Regions from separate parts of the Sus scrofa genome. Here region 2 is linked to region 1. The links are chromatin contacts, called in public promoter capture Hi-C maps. All regions are on one chromosome and are shown on one strand. Each heading gives the region's core, a stretch centred on a gene start, on an enhancer-like site or on the middle of the called end of the contact. The rest is flanking DNA. Distances are from core to core; before and after follow the strand shown. Region 1 holds the start of LYRM1 (LYR motif-containing protein 1). Region 2 holds the start of C3H16orf62 (UPF0505 protein C16orf62 homolog).

The links. Promoter capture Hi-C pulls out the DNA fragments that hold promoters and counts their contacts.
Region 2: a promoter capture Hi-C map of liver shows a contact between it and region 1, with 13 times the contacts expected there. The contact joins the promoter of C3H16orf62 here to the promoter of LYRM1 in region 1. A contact is called at or near these places in 1 of 5 promoter capture datasets (liver) and 1 of 2 datasets of contacts at active chromatin or transcription factors (alveolar macrophages).

The regions. Positions count from the first base shown.
Region 1 is chr3:25,150,184-25,155,761 of Sscrofa11.1, forward strand. It overlaps LYRM1 (LYR motif-containing protein 1), which reads right to left and starts at 1,829. Exons shown (of 4, transcript XM_021086518.1): 1 at 1,703-1,829. It overlaps DCUN1D3 (DCN1-like protein 3), which reads left to right and starts at 1,318. Exons shown (of 4, transcript XM_021086516.1): 1 at 1,318-1,505.
Region 2 is chr3:26,154,470-26,159,722 of Sscrofa11.1, forward strand. C3H16orf62 (UPF0505 protein C16orf62 homolog) reads right to left here and starts at 2,868. Exons shown (of 31, transcript XM_021086527.1): 1 at 2,491-2,868. The coding sequence starts at 2,579.

The DNA of each region.
Region 1 (5,578 bases), core at 579-3,078:
CTTAAAACCCTCCAGTAATGTAGTAGCAGCCGAACCCTCACCGTGGGCTAAAAGACTAGACTAGATCAAGCCCTGCCACTTCTCCATCACAGACCACTCTGCCTGGCTCTTGCTTTTATTCCTTCCTACTCCAAGCACCTGGCCTTCTTCCCTTCTTTCCTCAGATCCCTGCCCATTGGCTCTTTTCACCACCTAGAAAGCTCATTCCCTACCTTCCTTCTTTTCTCGGATTTCTGCAAAACTCAGCCTCCTCTGAGTAGCTTTATGGATTTAAAGTGGCCCTCACCCCATCTTCTACCACTTCATCTGATATTACTATCTTTGGGGCATTCCTCACTTGCTGATATTTTTTATTGATTTACTTTTTAACTTTCTCCCAGACTCGAATCACAGACCAACGCCTTTTGCACTAAGAAGCTAGTTCTCATTATCTTAGAAAGTATCGGTGTCCTGTCAACCTTCCTCCCTCGCCCTACTAATTTGCCCCTACTAATCTCCCATTGACATTCGGGAATCCAAAGGTTTCAGACATCCCAGATGGTCCCCAAACCAGCATTTTCAGCATTCCCAAACCAGGCTTCCCCTTCCTGGCCCTGGAGCCACTTCCCTTGGCAGGTTCCCCACGCCAGCAGCGGGGACACCGAGCCGCCCTCGCGAGGCTGGGGTCACACAGGCTCGTCTCCTAGCAACGTCGCACCCCCCACCCTCACCCATCCCTGCCCCTTGGGAGCCAACCCCTTCCCCCAGTCTCCCGCGCCAGGAGTCAGCGTCTCCATTCTCTACACTCACTCTGCGTCAGTCCAGCCTTCCCCCACCCACAGAAGCGCCGCAGCCTACGGCAGACTGGGAGGAGGCGGCGCCGGGAGCCCAGCTGAGCCGTGGTCGACAGAGCTTAAGCAGGTCCGGTAGGCCAGGCCAGACCAAACCACCAGACGAACCTCCGTGGGAGCATTCGTACCAGGTCGGGGGTAGGCTAGAGCCTTCCTTAAACGTCACACTCTAGACCACCCTCCACCGTATTCGCAACAATTATAGCCAAGTTCAACCTTTTCTTATTTTTCCTTTCCCCCTTCCGCTCTCCTCTCCCCCGGATTCCAGCCCCCCCCCCGAAAATGGGCCAGTCCATCTCCTCCTAGCCCTCCCTCCGCGTCGCTAGGTCTTTGCCCTTACTTGGCGACGGCTTCGTACGTCTTTGCGTACGTCGTGACGCAACCTGCCCCTCGTTCCCTCCCCGCCCTTCTCCTATTCCGCCTCCCGGAGCGGGCGGCCCGCGGGGTTACCGGAAGTGATGATGCAGGAGGCGATGGAGGGGGCGGGGTTTCGGGGCGGCCGCCGCCGGTGGGCCGCAGATGAAGAGGAGGCGGCGGCAGTGGTGGAAGAAGAGGCGGCGGCGGCGGTGGGGGTAGGGTGCTTGAAGACGCGAGCGGGGATGGTAGGTGGTTTGGACCTGCCGGGCCGCCGTCGTTTCCAGAAAGGGTTTGACTGGAGGAACCTCTGGAGCAGCTGTGAGTTTGGGGGTTGGGGGGTGTATGAGGAAAAGGGGAGGCTTTGGGAGATGAAGGGGCGGGGGTTTGGGTACCTTCGAGAAAGGGGGGTAGAAGGGGAGGAGTGGAAATCGGCGCCTTGTCTGGACTGGTCCCGCTGGAGGAAGACGCTGTGAGGGGGCCCTGTGGCGTGTCAGCCCCAGGCTCAGAAAACTTACCTACTGTCTCTGCCCCTCCACCGCCGGCACCCCCCACCCGCCACCCAAGGCCTGGGGCTCTGGGGGCCGGAGCTGCCCTGGAGGGAGTGCAAACTCTAGTCTTCTGCCCCTGGTAAGTGCAGTGAGGTAGGAGCCCAAGCAGGAGGTGGTGGGTGAATCTCCAGCTCCTCCGCCCTCATTTCCCTCCCCACCCCCATCCTTCTCTTTAATCATTAACAGCCCTGGAATTAAGGGGCTCAGACCTGGAGGCCTTCCTATGCACCTTTGCTGTAAACGATAACCATCTGTGCCTGAGGTAATGGGGCTGGAAGCTTTGCCTGTATCCTGTATAGGAAGTGGGACAGGGTGACAAATGTATTGTTTTTTTCTATTCTCCCCCACCCCCATCCTCCCCCATGCATACCCCTCCTTTCCACTTTAATTCTCCGTGGCTAAGTAGTAATCGTGTTTTTTTCTTTTTCTTTTTCCCTTTCGTCTTGGTACCTTCTTTTGAATTTGGTGTTCTGCTTCTATCCCAGATCTTAACTTCAAGCTTTGTAATACTTCAGTTACAAGCTGTGTCTCTTTGGGAGTACTTCTCAATGCCCGGTCGCTCCCGATTAAGATAAGCATTTTCTCCTAAGAATACTGGAATTCCAAAGCCTTGCAGGGATTCCTGAATGGCATCATAGTCCAGGAATCAAGGTCTCTTCCTCTGAATACTTTATATGTGAGGAATTTAAATGTTGTCAACTCTTTCCAGAATGTTTTGATCTTAGGCTAATTCTGGATTTCTGTGTTTTTCTCCACCCACACTTCATAATGCACTTTGGAGAAGAGAAAACCCCATGTACTTTTTTGTTTCTACAATTTGACAATAGCTCTTTTATCTTTCTCTCCACTTGTGTGTCTGGCACACAAGTCTTCGATGACACATTTGGCTTGTACTGATTTCCATCTTATTTATTTAGCTGAATGTTTGTATATAAGTGGCGTTAAATAAGACATTGTGACTTGTTTAGTTTTGTTTTAAGGAAGAAGGTAAACCAATAAGGGATGTAAAAAAATCATTTGAAAATTGCAAAGAATGATTGAAGAAGAAGATCTCCGTTGATATTCTGTTGGTTTAAGGGGGAAAAAAATGTAGTGCTACTTTAGCCTTTTGTAGGGATTTCAGAGTGAAGTGTGATGATTCCTATTTTGGTGTTGATATTTTCTTTGGAAATCTTTTTTGGATTATAAATTTGGAAATAAATTCTTTGTTGAATCTGGAGCTGTGTTTTCTGAAGAACTTGAAGAGTTGGTGCCCAAATTTTAGGGATCATTTGATTAGAAAAAGTCCATAAATCCTGTTCCTCTGCAACTGAATTTATATGCTTATTGCTAGACAAATTATCATAACATGGGTTCCATTCTACTCATCGGGGCTTTCAAGCCTGATAAAACAGAATATTTAATGCTTTGATTGTACAAGTAATGGCATGTTTAGATGTTTCACAGAAATGTAACAGAAGAAAAAAATGACTACTTTTCTCATTTTAGCTGAATTGGAATCATTGACTAAAAACTCCAAAATTCATTCAATCAACAAACTTTTCTTGACTGGCTACTAATTGCTAGCTATTATTTCAGGCAATGGGTCTGTGAAGGTGAACACAGCAGTAAGGTCCACGCTGCCCTGGAGCTTAGGTTAGAGTGGAGGTGGTGTGGGGACAGATAAATAAGCAAATGAGATTTTGATAAGTGCTGAAGGAAACAAGAGTGATGTGATAGAAAGTGTCTGATTGAGATATAGTCGGAGACCTTTCGGAGGAGGTGACGCTTAAGCTGAGCTTCGAATGAAAAGGAGCCCATTATGCAGAGATAGGGGAGGAGCCTTCCAAGTTCAAGGAGTAGCTAGTGCAGAAACTGTCTGGAGTGAGTTTGGCAAGTTTCAGGGAGGAAAAAAGAGGTAGGCGGAAAGGAGATGAGGGAAGATGGGTTAGGGGAGAGAGGAGAGTGAAAAGATTCTAGGTCAGAGAGGTGGAAATAGGCTCATAAATAGGTAGGCAAAATAAGAGTAAGAAGGAGAAGGAATTGTAAAATGATGCTCCGTTTTAATTCTGTTGCCTTTCCTAGAGTCTTACCACATACTACTTTGAGGGTATACTTGGCCTATTATATTTAAAAAAAAAAAAAAGTCACCCTGCTGAGAGTGGGAGAGGAGGAGGCAGTGGTCATCTGGAACTTTTTTGGCAGATGGATCTCAAGCCATGTGTTAAAAAATCAGTGAGATGAAGTTCCTGTCATGGCTCAGTGGAAATGAATCTGACTAGCATCCATGAGGACACAGGTTCCATCGCTGGCCTTGCTCAGTGGGTTAAGGATCTGGCCTTGCCATGAGCTGTGGTGTAGGTTGCTGATGCGGCTTGGATCTGGCATTGCTGTGGCTGTGGTGTAGGCCGGCAGCTGCAGCTCTGATTCTACCTCTAGCCTGGGAACCTCTGTATGCCATGGGTGCAGCCCTACAAAGACAAAAAAAAAAAAAAAAAAAAAAAAAAAAAAGGGAAGAAAGAATTCAGTGAGATGTTTGAGAGCATGCCTTTTCTTTACAGGATTTTGTCTTATAAACTTTTAAAAATTGCATAATGAGTACCCCAGATGTGTTTTTAGTATATAAATCCTCCTTTGCTTCCAGCTGTGTATGAATTTAGGGTTGAAGGTTGGGCAAGTGGTAATAATATGACCCTGTTGGTCTTCAGAGGTGGTCGTCAGGATCTAAGTTTGAAGTTGTTTTTTCTAGGCGGATTTTATGTTGCAATCTTCCCGCTTTTGTCTGGTCTGCCTGATGACTAATAAATAACACTCAGCTGAGGTGTAGGTTGGTGCTGAAAGTTGACATCATGGATTACATTAGATAAATGACCATTGCGGGCACAGTCCCACTCTGTTGGCATCTCTGGGGCTGGCATATAATCAAGTGATGTAACCTACTTTTGCCTTCTGTTGGGGCCATTCATTTCCAGTGTTAGCTGCTTTGTGGCCTCACCTTGACCAGATTGTCCACTTGAGAGGCCTGGTCAGGACTCCTTGATTTGGCCCTCTTTAGCCATGTCACAGTGGGCCAAAACAGAAAGACTATGCCGTTTTCTTCTTTTGAACTCGGCAACAGTGACTAGTGTGTTCATGGAGTGAATTGGCCCTTTGAACCGGGCAGTTGCGAGACTTAGATGTTGCTTGGGCTATTTGTCGTAAAGTTAGTATTAGAAATGCTAAATGAAACCTTCTAATGTTTGGGAAAAATGAATCAGAAATTGAGTTCTTGCCACCTGTTTTAGTACTTCACTAGTGGGTAGATTAATTATCAGAAGTAACTTGAATAGGGAGTTCCCGTTGTGGTGCAGCAGGTTACTAACCTGACTAGTATCCAGGAGGATGCTGGTTCATTTGATCACTGGCATCCCTCACTCACTCAGTGGGTTAAGAAATCTGGCATTGCTGTGGTGTAGGCCAGCAGGTGCAGCTCTGATTTTGTCCCCTAACCCAAGAACTTACCCCTTAGCCAAAGAACTTCCTTTTTGGGGCCAGGTGGGGCCCCAAAAAGCACCCCCCCAAAAGTAATTTGAATAGATTCTGGGCAGTCCTGGGGGTGCTGAAGGGGATGGAGTTGAGTCTAGCACTGATTTACTGAATTACAACTTGAATGCAAATAGGAAGTCTTTTAGTTAGCAAGCAAGTGAACAGCTAAGACCAGGCAAATGATAGACTTCACCCTTTATACTTCAGAGTAACTCAAAGGAACAGAGAATTAACTGTGTGTGTGTGTACAGTTTTGGCCTAGGTTGAAGAATTTTGGACTTTGTATTCTAATTCTGGATTTTAAATGCTGTAGCTAATGGATTATTAAGCTGTTCACAG
Region 2 (5,253 bases), core at 1,618-4,117, 1.0 Mb after region 1:
TTAATCTCCTTATATTGGAAATTGAAATCCACTGCTTTTTGAATTCTCAAGTGATTTTTGAAATTACTAATGACATCATCTGGCCACACAGGTTTTCGTCCCCCAATCACAATATACTCCCCCTCCCCGATAAAGTCTGAAAATGATGTTGAAATTCTGACTCCAGGAGTTCCCATCATGGTGCAGCGGAAATGAATCTGACTAGGAACCATGAGGTTGAGGGTTCGATCCCTGGCCTCACTCAGTGGGTTAAGGATCCGGCATTGCTGTGGCTGTGGCGTATGCCAGTGGCTACAGCTCTGATTCAACCCCTAGCCTGGGAACCTCCACATGCCACAGGTGCAGCCCTAAAAAGATAAAGAAAAAAAAGAAATTCTGACTCCAAAGAGCAATATTTTTAAGACTGCTATGGCCACAGGACTGAAAAGGAAATGTGATCCACGGTGTACTGGGCCTCACATGTGAGGTTAGTGATAACAAAAAGTGTGGGTGAGGAGTTCCCGTTGTGGCTCAGTGGGTTAAAAACCCAACACAGTGTCCGTAAGGATTTGGGTTCGACCCCTGACCTTGCTCAATGGGTTAAGGATCCAGCGTTGCTGTGTCTGTGGTGTAGGTCAGCAGCTGCAGCTCCAATTTGACTCCTAACCTGGGAACTTCCATATGCCACAGGTGTGGCCCTTAAAAAGAAAAAAAAAAAAAGTGTGCGTGAGAGGACACATTCTGGGGAGACCCCCGACAACAGAGCAGAACTTGGGAGCCCTGCAACCCAGGATCCTCAGCCCAGGACCTAGACTGGAGGGCCAGCTGGCAATCATGATTAAATCAGAGGTGTGAGCGCCAAACCTCAGAGCACCTCGCAGGCTGTAAAACTAGTGCAACTGCCTCCGTTTCTTCATCTGAAAAATGGGGCAGGTAGGATTAGATGAGATGTTGCATGTCAAGGACTTAGCACAGTGCCTGGCACAAACCAAAGCCTCAATAAATGTCAAATTTAATGACAGAAACACACCTATCTGTGGGCCTCTTCAGTTTTCTCATTCATTCAATAAATATTACTCTACACCTACTATCTGCCAAGCTCCATGCCAGACACTGGAGATACAAGCATGCCTAAAACTCAGTCCCTTTAACTTTACGGAGCATCAAGTCTAGTGGGAGAACTGAACCATGAACATGAGTGACCTCAGACAGAAATGTTTAGAGCCAGACTAGGAACTGTAGAGACCCCAGGTGCTAAAAGGCTTATGGTACCTCTCTCTGTAAAAATACCAAAGGTAAAAATGTCCTGGAATTAAACAGCATCTTCCTTGATTTTCTGATTTTAAAATTCCAGATCAGTTCGCTGAAGCCAGATGTTTTGGCATTTAAGCCTTAGTGATTCTCTAAAAGGTACTTTGCAGGACTGGGTCAAAGAAAATTCAGGGCAGGGCTTACAAACACTCGGAGGCATCCAATCCTGACCTGGTGTATCAAAGTTTTTGAAGGAAGACTCTTAAAAGGGTTAGCCAGGTGAAGTGAACATGAGGAAGACAGCTGTTTATCAAACATAAAACCAAAAGGATGTATTTCTAAAGTCTAGGGCTGTATATTTTTTCATTTGCTCACTCATTCGTTCAATGTAAACCACTTCACATCTCTTGCAGAAAAAGATCAGAATACAATCTCCCTTCCTGAGATGTAGCAGAGAGCTCACGTCGCCAGATAATCCTACTGCTACCATCACAACTTACTCCAGTTCTTCACACGCTGGTAGAAACAGCTGGAGCCTGAAGCACCCAGCTCCTAGCTACTCCAGCCACAAAAGCCCCAACAGGCACATCAGCCTTGGCACCCGCAGTTAGTTAGCTCCTTCTAACTGGGATGAGCTTCTGTTCATCCTCCAAAACCCAATTGAAGACTCTTCCTCTCCCAAGCCTTCCCTAAGGCGCCAGGTGTGGTTGTGCCTCGTCCCGGTGCCTTCTTTGGATATCTTTCTATTCTGGGTACCTGCCCCTACTAAACTCTCAGCTCCCTTAAGCCAAAGGAGTATGTCTGAGGGCTCTGCATCCTCAGTGCCCGCTGCAAGGCGCTGCACAGAGCAGGATGCACGGCAGCCCTTTTACAGATGAGAAAAGGAAGTCTGCCCCAGCTGAACCGAGTCGTTCAGGAAATAGCCAAGTCTCCCATTCTCTGCATCCAGCGCCCCAGAACCCGCGCCGACTTCTGGAAAAGCAGAAGCTGGGGAAGTTGTTTTTTTAGGGAATGAATGGAGAAGGGAGAGTGGGAGGCCGGGGGAGGGGTAGCGGGAGAAAGAACTAAGATCCCACCCGTCCGGTTCAGGGGGTTTCTCTGAAGCCAAGTAGCGGCGGGGGATCTGAGGTCAAGACAACCCAGGGGTGCGGTGGGAGCCGCCACCAAACCCCATAGAGAGCAGTTCACACACTCCCTCGCAGAGACACACACTGAGACAGAGACCCTGCCCCTGAAGCCCACCCGCCGCTTCTTCCTTACCAGGGAAAGGTGGCCATCTTCCCAGTCACATGACAGCTAGTTCGGGGACCGCCAGCCCAATTTGCCCTTCCAGACCCCGCCCCCTCCATGCCGCCATGATTGTGAAGGGCGGACACCCTCCCTCTAAGCACGAGCTGCCCGCCCCTCTCCGGCCGCCATGATTGTGAGGGGCAGCGTCGGCCCAGTAGGCTGTCGCAGCGCTGGCCTGCGTCGGGAGTGTGAGTGGCAGGCGGCTGCCTGACCCCCCGGGACCCCCTGGAGGCGGTGAAGAATCCAGACACGCGGGGGTATCGGACGCTAACTGCGGCTGGGGGTGGAAAGGGGGTGTTTGGGACCCAGTCGGCGCGAGCTTTCGCGGCTAATTCGCAGTTTGACCCGGTAAGCCACGCCCCTTCCCCGGGCCACCGCGTCCCCCTCTGTGCACTGCGGAAGTTAGGCATTTCCGGTATCCTCCTCTTGGGTCCTTAAGGGCTTCCCTGGATCATAGTGTGACAGCTCTCAACTGGAACTAAACTGGAGAAAGCAGAGGTCACCTTTCCTCCGTCTTGGCGAAGCCCTGCGTTTCTATGAAGGTGGATGTTCATTTCCGCTGCAGAACTTCTGTGCTCCAGTGTTTTCTCTGATTAAAAAATAACTACACTGAGCACCTTGCATTCACTCTTCATGTGCTCCTCACTGCAAACCTCTGAAGTAAAAGCGATTATCACCTGTTTCGGCTGGTAGGCGCCCAGCCCGGGTTGGTTAACAGCTAATCACAAAGCAGCATCTTATCCTCACTTTTTTTGTTTCCCTTTTCAAGTGTCTTTTCTGACAAAAAAAGAGGTTGGAAAACCACATTCTTTTGAGTGTCTTTGAGGACGCCCTCCCCAGGAAAAGACAATAGAATAATACACACTTAAACCTGTAATGGAATGTGTTGTTTATCACGCTGAATCCTAGTTTCTTCATCTGTGAAATCAGGATAATTCTGACGGAAGTGAAGGGAGATACATATAAAATGGCCGGCAAATGGTCAGTACTCACTGGAAGCAGTACGTGACTAGGTAAGCTTAGATCACATCGTGCCTTCTGTGACCTTCCTGTTTTCAGAGCTCTGTCTGTCCACAGCAAGAGACTGACTCTGCAGTAGATCATAAAGTAGGGCTTCTCTCCTTTGAACTGCACAGGCTCATCTGGGGATCTTGTTCCATGCAGGGTCTGATTCAGGTCTGGGCCAGGACCTGGGCTTCTGCATTTCTTACAGGTTTCCAGGTGGCCCTGCTGCTGGTCTCTGGATACAGAAGGGACTGTGGTAGTTTTAGGTGGTAAGGGGGCGGGGTAGGGTAACTCAGGATTCATATTCAACCATGCCCACTGAATCCAAGCCCTGTACAGCATGTCTACTATGCACAGATAAGGGGAAGTTACCCTGAAACACTAAAGTTAGGGGAAGGGTGAATAAGGGATTTTCCCCACCATAGGCTGAGAAGCAGAATCACAGTTCTGGTGGCACCTTTGTCAGCCACCTCAAGAAACTGAATTTCGAACCAGAGAAACTGACCAAAATGTAATCAATTAAATAAATAAAAACGTAATATTTTACTGTCAGGCATAATTTTGGTTAGACACCATAGCTGTCCTCAGAGCTGTCTTTAGAACCTAACCAACGTGGCTCCACTGCACCGTATTCCAATCTGATTTGCTGTATTCTGTGACTGGGTCTCCTTTGGTTTGTTGTTGGGTTTTTGGTTTTTTTTTTTTTGTTTTGTTTTTGTCTTTTTTGTGGGGGGGGGGGCTTTTTTAGGGCTGCTCCCGCAGCATATGGAGATTCCCAGGCTAGAGGTCTAATCGGAGCTACAGCTGCCAGTCTATACCACAGCCACAGCAACGCCAGATCCAAGCCTCGTCTGTGACCTACACCACAGCTCATGGCAATGCCAGATTCCCCCACCCACTGAGCAAGGCTAGGGACCGAACCCACAACCTCATGGTTCCTAGTTGGATTCGTTCACCACTGAGCCATGATGGGAACTCCTGGGTCTCCTTTGGTTTTTACAATTACTTTTATAACCTGTATGTATGCACACTATGGTCTGTTAGAGCATCCAACTTCATTTGCTTATTGAATAACTATTATTCTTCACTGGGGGGAGAAGGGGGATTGTATGGGTTTGTTCACAGGACAGTGACACCTAACAGAAAAAAAAAAAAAAAAGACCTTCATCTCCAGCATGGGCCCTTGTTTTCAGCTCCGAATGATTAAGTTCCCAGTCATATTCATCATTCTCAATGTAGGACATCAATGAGAGTAAGGATGGCCTTAGGAAAAGGGAGGGGCCCTTCTCACACTGCCCTGCAGATGATCAAATGCAGTATCTCCCCAAAGAGAGGTAAGAAACGAGGACCACTTTTCTTTTTTTTTTCTTTTCTTTTTACTGCTATACCTGCAGCATATGGAAGTTCCCAAGCCAGGAGTCAGATGAGAGCTGCAGCTGCCAGCCTACACCACAGCCACAGCAGCACGGAATCCAAGCCAAATCTGCGAACTGTGCTGCAGCTTGAGGCAGCACTGCATCCCTAAACCCACTGAGTGAGGCCAGGGATCGAACCCACATCCGCACAGAGACAACAGGTTTTTATCCCCCTGAGCCGCAGTGGGAACTCCCCATTTTTCTATGCTCATATTCAATGATTAGGCAGCACCAGGACCTGGTTTGTTTTTTGTCTTTTTTCTTTTTAGGGCCTCACCCATGGGATATGGAGGTTCCCAGGATAGGGGTCCAA